2 separate regions of the Mus musculus genome follow, and region 1 is linked to region 2. Evidence: chromatin contacts called from public HiChIP or PLAC-seq data. All regions are on one chromosome and are shown on one strand. The core of a region is the stretch at or near the end of the contact, and the rest is flanking DNA. Distances in the headings are between cores, read along the strand shown. Region 1 has its middle 20 kb from the start of Pop4. Region 2 has its middle 5.8 kb from the start of Ccne1.

The links. HiChIP or PLAC-seq counts read pairs in DNA pulled down with a chosen protein or histone mark.
Region 1: a contact with region 2 is called in an H3K27ac HiChIP or PLAC-seq map of embryonic stem cells, with 5 read pairs. The contact joins two enhancer-like sites. A contact is called at or near these places in 3 of 39 promoter capture datasets (the 3T3-L1 cell line, the HPC-7 cell line, HPC-7-derived erythroid cells and 1 more), 3 of 484 Hi-C or Micro-C datasets (all in embryonic stem cells), 1 of 115 datasets of contacts at active chromatin or transcription factors (embryonic stem cells) and 2 of 9 other capture datasets (adipose tissue and liver).

Annotation. Positions count from the first base shown.
Region 1 is chr7:38,249,620-38,253,207 of GRCm38.p6, forward strand. No RefSeq gene overlaps it. Among named protein-coding and RNA genes, the nearest start is that of Pop4, 20 kb to the right of the region's middle. Within about 2 kb of position 2,107, at least 28 of the 459 cell types and tissues checked have an H3K27ac peak or open chromatin away from gene starts, as enhancers often do. A contact at or near this core is called in embryonic stem cells, where this site is marked.
Region 2 is chr7:38,111,323-38,115,319 of GRCm38.p6, forward strand. No RefSeq gene overlaps it. Among named protein-coding and RNA genes, the nearest start is that of Ccne1, 5.8 kb to the left of the region's middle. Within about 2 kb of position 2,004, at least 73 of the 459 cell types and tissues checked have an H3K27ac peak or open chromatin away from gene starts, as enhancers often do. A contact at or near this core is called in embryonic stem cells, where this site is marked.

The DNA.
Region 1 (3,588 bases), core at 857-3,356, 140 kb after region 2:
TTCAAGTTCTAGTGCTCAAGGTCTGCTCAGTGTGAAATAGTTTCCCCCTGGCTGCCTTTGGATCAAGATGTAGAAGTCTTAGCTCCTTCAGCACCATATTTGCCCACACTCTGCCATGCTTCTTCCATGATGACAATGGACAAAAACTTTGAAACTGTAAGCTAGCCCCAGTTAAATGTTTGACTTTATAAGAATTGCCTTGGTCATGGTATCGGTTCACAGCAATAAAATCATAACTAAGACACCCACCTTTTGCACATAGATGAGAATAGACTGTCTGTAGTAAGTCAGTTTTTCAAGAGAAAGGGACAGGTTGAGTTAGAAGGGATGGGTAGGGCTCTCTGAAAGGTGACACCCAACATCTATATCTCTGAGGCACTGATAGAAGCCAGGCAGACTGCCGAACACTGAATATTTGTGTTTTCTCAAAACTCACATTGAAGCCAATTCCCAAATACAATGATTTTTTAGTTACCTTTATGTGATTGTGACCAGGATATCTGACAGAAACCCTTTAGGGGAAGGATAGTTTGGTTTACCTCATGGTTTGACATTATTTTACAGCAGTGTAGTGGGAGAGAACGCGCTGCTTGGTCTGTGTGGTAGGAGCTTGTGGCTGTTTCTTCACATGATGTGGACCACAAGGCAGACAGCACAAGATGGAAGCAAAGCTAGACTATCCTGTTAAGACCTTCCAAAACAGCACCTCTACATGGGGGATATGGAATCAAACTCATGAACCCATGGGGGACTTTGCAGATCCAAACTAACAGGTGGGGTTAGTTGTGTATGTTGGTTCCCAGCTGAGGCAGGGTCTGTATATATGTACATGTGTATATGTGTGTATCTATATGTGTGTATATGTGTATGTATGTTTGTTTGTATGTATATGTGAATGTCCGTATGTATGTATGTATGTATGTATGTATGTATGTATGTATGTATGTATGTTTGTATGTATATGTGAATGTCTGTATGTATGTGTGTGTGTATGTATGTATGTATGTATGTATGTATGTATGTATGTATGTATATGAGGCAGGGAGTTTGGGGCCATCTTGGATTGTACAGCAAGTTACAAGTGCAGTCAGAGTTCCTTGTAAAACCATGTCTCACAAACAGGCAAACAACCAACTACAAAATTGTGGATAATGTCTTTAGGAGAGATTGAGCCATGGTTCATGAGCACTGTGCCTTTTTGAAGATTTCTCAGAGACCCCATTGGCCCTTGGCCATGTGAGGTTCCAGTGAGATAGCTATTTTATAGATTGGGGGCCTAGTTAATATCAAATTGTGTGAAACTTTGCTTGGACAACCCAGCATTCAGAGCATTGCAAAAAACTTTTATAAAACTGTTTTTTTAAAAAAGGTTTATTTATTTTATGTATGTGAGTACACTATTGCTGTCCTCAGACACACCAGAAGAGGGCATCAGATCCCATTATGAGCCACCATGTGGTTGTTGGGAATTGAACTAAGGACCCCTGGAAGAGCAGTCTTAACCGCTGAGCCATCTCTCTAGTCCACAGAAGACTTTTATAATGTACCTGGTCTGTGGTTTTTTATTTTTAAGCTTTATGTATTTGTTTTATGCATATGAGTACACTGTAGCTGTACAGATGGTTGTGAGCCATCATGTGGTTGCTGGGAATTTAACTCAGGACCTCTGCTCACTCCATTCCTGCTCGCTCCAGCCCAAAGATTTATTTATTGTTTGTTTATTGTCAGTACACTGGAGCTGTCTTTAGACATACCAGAAGAGGGTGTCAGATCTCATTATGGATGGTTGTGAGCCACCATGTGGTTGCTGGGATTTGAAATCAGGACCTTTGGAAGAACAGTCAGTGCTCTTAACCACTGAGCCATCTCACCAGCCCTGGCCTGTTTTGTGTGTGTGTGTGTGTGTGTGTGTGTGTGTGTGTGTGTGTGTGTGTGTGTGTGTGTTTAAGTGTGACAGTAGCCTGACCAGGTAAAGATATAGGCCTATGGCAGGGAGCCATCCCAGTCTGATGCCTGGAACCAAGCTTAAGCTAGTGTAGCTGCAGTAAGCAGACCAGTCAGGCTGGCTGTTTCAGACTCTGGCAAACATCAGCTTCATGTGAGCCAAAGGACAGAGGGAAGGCTGGCATGAGGAAGGGAGACATACACAGAGGCAGAAGTGCAGACCTAGTGAGATGTGGGGGATAAGCAATTTCTTTGTTTGCCTGAAAGGGAAGCCTAGGAATGTGTCCACATGCATTTTTGAGGGGCAGCTGAGACTCTGCATCAGAAAAGAGAGCCATCACAGGGCTGGGCTGCCATGAGATTCTAGATGCAGTTTGAGCTGCACTACTCTGGGAGCCCTGACCCTCTCTGTCTTCATTATTTAAGGCTATGCTTACCTCAGGCTCGACACAGCCAAGGAGGGGTTATCACCATAAAAAGCTCCTGGAATGGCGCCCAGGCGGCTGTCAGGGCCTACCCAGAGGAAAATCAGCCTCAACAAGCAGACTGTAACTATCTGTTATGTTAATTAGGCTGCCGGATAATAGGGTGTTCAATGATTATTGCAGTCTGTAAAACCTGTAGCAAACACGGGTTCAACTGCAGACCTGGTGGGGGCTCCTCCTACCTCGAAGAAAATAGTCTTGGTTCTATCCTGTCAATGGAGATTTTACTCAAGGTGAGTTTAAGTTCTGGAGACACAGATGATTCTGCGGAGAGGTTCGGTCATGTGACCCACCTGCGCTTGCATGATTCTAGGCAGATGCATCTATGGCCTCAGCTTACTAGGAGTCACCAATGCAGACGTCGTAGGGCTAGCTTGTGTTCCCAGCTAGAGTTTGCTGAGGCAGGGGCAGCTTTGGAAAGCCCCTGGTCCTTATTTGGAGGACAGTGCTGTAGATCCATGACTGTGGGGTGAAGCCACACACAAGAACTTTATCCGTCACACACATCACTCATACCATTTATTTTTAAAGGACACAGGGCTACTAGGAGGACTATGGTGCTTTGCCTAAGGTCACAAAAATAAGAGAGGCAAGGCACTTTTGTGATGCCACTCAGCTGTGCCCCCTTGATCTTGTTCTCTGGGACTTAGCTGGCTTCCCTGCCTCCCTTCCCACTTTCCTGTTCTCTAAGACCATGGTGGCTGTACTGTTTCTATCTCTTTGGGGCTGCTGCCAGCAGGCCTAGGCTTCCCTATGCACTGGTCTAGAATGCATGTCTCTCCTAGTAAGCCTTTCTGCCTTTAGGCCCTGGTTGTGGGTACACAAAGGTTCAAAGGGACAGAGATTGCGTTTCTGACACCGTGCTCATGAGTACTGTTCCCATGCCTCATAACAATATCTGAGATGGCTGTGGTGGAATATAATATGCCTACAATCCTAGCATTTGGAAGGGTGAGGCAGAGAGATCCTGAGTTCCCAGATAGCCTGGTATATAGGGTAAGTTTCAGGCTAGCCTGTGCTGTAAAGCTAGAGACCCTATTTTAAAAAAAGAATCAAGCCGGGCGTGGTGGCGCACGCCTTTAATCCCAGCACTTGGGAGGCAGAGACAGGCGGATTTCTGAGTTCGAGGCCAGCCTGGTCTACAAAGAGAGTTCCGGGA
Region 2 (3,997 bases), core at 754-3,253:
ATAAGGTTTACAGAGAAGGAAGACCAGAAAAATACACTATTCGAACAGTGGGGGCCTTGGACAAGCTACCCCCACCGTGTGTGTGTGTGTGTGTGTGTGTGTGTGTGTGTGTGTTGGTGCTTGGGCTGGAACCCGGAGCCTCACATAATATGTTAAACAATCTCACCACTGAGATATGTCTCCAGCCCACCTTAAATGTGTATGAATAGGAAGTTAAGAGGCCCTGCTGCTGGAGAAGTTTGCCCAGGGAAAGGATGGCTCCAAATTGCTCCCAAGGCTAACTTGCTGTGCCTCCCGAGCCCACGCTGTTTCAGTGAGCCCCACAGTGGGAAGACTGTAACACTGGTCAGTCCTAACTCTGTTGTATCGGGGAGCACGTCCAGTCAATTCAACCTTACATGGGAAGCTAGGATCGATGAAAACTTCCTAGGAAAATTAAAATCCCCTTTTAGCTTAGAGTCACATAGAAGAGAGGTGACAGCTGATGCGTGTGGACTCTGAGCTAAGCTCTGGCTTGCCAGGATCAGAGGCTAATTTGCAGACACTTCAAGAAGTGAGGGTATATAAGCATGTCGGGTGTTGGGGGCATATATGCTGCAAACACTGACTGCCTCAGCACGGCAAAGGCACAAGGGTGCTTTGTTCTGTGTCCGACCTCCATATCCCCAGCTTTCAGGAAAATCTCCTCATTTTGGGTTTTCTGAAGACAGACACAGCTGCAACACAGAGGTGGGGCTTGAGGGAGGAGGCTCAGCTCTCACTTCTGGTCAGAGATCAACATTTTTCTCTAAGCACCACCCTCTGAGGCACTTTGATGGGAGACAGGGCCTTGGCCAATCAGAGCACCACATTCCTGGTTGTGTGATTGGTTTCTGCACAGGCCTGGGGCCCAAGCGGAGCCAATGACATTCCTCAGGAGTTGCTAGGCTGACTGGAAGTGGGCTTGCAGCCACGAGGCCATCTTGCCACATAAGTTGACCTGCTTTGGAGGCAAACTCTTCCTGGAGAGCAGAGTGGAGGGGGGGGGGGGTGTTTGCTGGGAGGCAGGTTTCCGATTTGTTGAGTCCCTGTGTCCAATCAAGCTTAAGGCTGGATTACTGGGAACTTCCTGGATGCTGGAACCAATCAATTATTTTCAAGTATTGACTTAGCTAGTTGGGATTGGGTTTCTTATCTTATGCCACAGAAAATCATGGTTGTCATGAGTGAGTGAGAGAGTGAGCAACTGGTCAGGCTTTGCAGCAAGCCTCCGAATCCCCAGGGCAGCGGTCCTCACCCACTAGGTCAGCGAAGCCAGGGACACATTCCTCTGTGGGTGCCAGGCCTAAGTCTATTAACATCCCTCAGTCGCTGTCATCTGTCACGTTGGAATCCACTTACAATCGGCCTGGCAACCAACAGAAGTTACACACAGACAGGTGCTGGCAGCCCACTGAAAAACGGCAAAAATGTGAATTCCTGTATGCATGAGGGTTTCCGACTCGTGGGACAATGGAATAATTTGGCAAAGTTGAGCCCACATCTGTGCACAACAACTGCAGGAAGCTCCCCGTTTCGCATCTTTATCATCGTCATCACCACCACCATCATCATCATCACCGTTATTCATTACTACTCTTAGTATTGTTATGATTGTCATTTTGCCCCATATCTTTATTTCTAATTTAGGGACCAACCTGTTCTCTTTGCTTGTCTGGCTTTGAAACCCCACCTAGGAAGGAATTCCAGCTGACTCAGCGCCTGGAGGGTCAGGGGAGGATTGAGATTACAGGAAGAAAGCATGGAGGGGGTGAGACCAGAAACAACTAGGTCCGCTCCTGAGTGTGCACAGACCACAGCCCAGACTCTGGAAACCTGGCTTGTCTGTGCAAATAAATGGATAGATGAATGGATAGAGGACAAAGGGGTGTGCTTCAGCATGCCTTTCCAGGAGGTGATAGGAAGCCCGGGGAGGCCTGGGAGGCTCCGGGAGGCTGGGCGTGTGGAGTTCAGTACCCAGCACATTCTTTTGCTGGTGTTAGAAACACAAAGGCTATTCCACATGTGAAGGCAAGGCTTCCCCCTCCTCCTTCCACCCTCCGTTCTGGGTTCCGAGGGCCTCTCCACCTTTGACCTCTTACTACAAATTATATTTCCCACTTTAGTCCATGTGTTTGCAAAGGAAAACCTCCTGTCCCTGCCCTAAATGGAAAGCCAGCATCCCTAGATGCAAGGAAAGGAAAGCATCAAGATGTTTATGTCTAAAGCAGATGGACCCAGGCAGAGCCTGCTGCCTGTCCCGGGCCGTTTAACGCAGGAGGTGATCTGGAGATGCCACTTTCACAAGGTTCCTGGAGCACACACACTCACAGGCACAGAAAGTATAGTGCTGGCTGCCAGTGCCTGGGGAGAGGGGAGAGGGGAGAGGGGAGAGGGGAGAGGGGAGAGGGGAGAGCCATTGTCCAATGGGGACCAAATTCCAGTAGGGCAAGAAGGAAAGAGATGTGGGTGGGCAGAGATAATGACAGTATAATAGGAAAGCTCTTAAAACTGTGAGGGTGGCTCAGTGGTTAGGAGCAGGCACTGCTCCTGAAGAGGGACTGACTGAGTTTAATTCCCAGCGTCTATGTAAGGCAGCTCACAAAAATTCTGGGTCCTGGACCTATGGTGTCTATCCATGGGCACTAGCAATTACCTGCTTGCCCTCAACGTAGACCTACTCACCTGCACATAGTTAAAGATGTGAAAAAAATCTAGGGTTAAAAAAAAACAAAACAAAATTGTAGACTGGGCATGGTGGCACATGCCTTTAATCCCTGCACTCAGGAGGCAGAGATAGACTGTTCCTTGTGAGATCAAGGCCGACCTGGTTGGGTTACATAGCAAGGCCCTATCTCAAAATATAAATAAACAGGGCTGGAGAGGTGGCTCAGCGGTTAAGTGCACTGCCTGCTCTTCTGAAGGTCCCGAGTTCAAATCCCAGCAACCACATAGTGGCTCACAACCATCCGTAATTATGAGAGACACCCCCCCCAATCCATCTCAAAATGAAACAAATCCCACAAAACCAGTTATTCTTGATTAGGTCTAAGGGAAAGGACCGGCCATGGGTGGGGGACGGGAGGTGGAGATGCCAGAGGCAGGATAAGGCTGAATGGGGGCACTGAAGAAGGTGGCTCTGGCGTGGTGGAGGTGGCTGCTGAATCCCCACATGACTGTCCCCATCGCTGGAGAGGAATGGCCTTCTGTGAATCTCAGCTCCTGTATTCCTATTTTATTGTGATGTTGGGGAATCACTTCACCTTCAGGTGCCTTCAGCTTGTGCTGATCTTCCTCCTCCTCTTCCTCCTCTTCCTCCTCCTCCTCCTCCTCCACCTCCTCCACCACCTCCTCCTCCTCCTCCTCCTCCTCCTCCTCCTCCTCCTCCTCCTCCTCCTCCTCCTTTTCTTTCGGATCGCTAGTTATGTCTTCAGCTCCACATCTGATTAGTTTCTGGAGGGGAGATCTAAGAATTTATTTCTTATATTGGGGACTGTTACCCCCATTTCCTGTAATCAAGTCCTTCACACTACTGGATTAGCAGAAGGGACTTGGTGATTGTGTCATTGCTTTGGGCCACAAGCCTTCTTGAACACAGTGCTTGTTAAACAAGATGACTTCTGTCCTGGGGAACGAAGGTGATCCAGGCATCCTGCCCTTAAGATTCCGTGACAAGGTGAAGAAGAGGCCACCATTCACAACCAAACAGCAAGAAGGATGCAGGCAAGGTTGACTATGGTGGTATGCACTTGCCATCCTAACACTCAGGCTTAGGTTCAACTAGCCTAAGTCACTCATGAATGCTCAACTAGCCTGGGCTACATAGTGACGCCTCATTAGCAAAACACATGGAGAGATGGCTCAGTGGTTAAGAGTAAGGGCTGCTCTTGCAGAGGAACTGGATTCGGTTCCCACCGCCCCCAGGTCAGGTGGCTCATACCATCTGTAACTCCAGTTCCAGGGGACTCTGACACCTTTT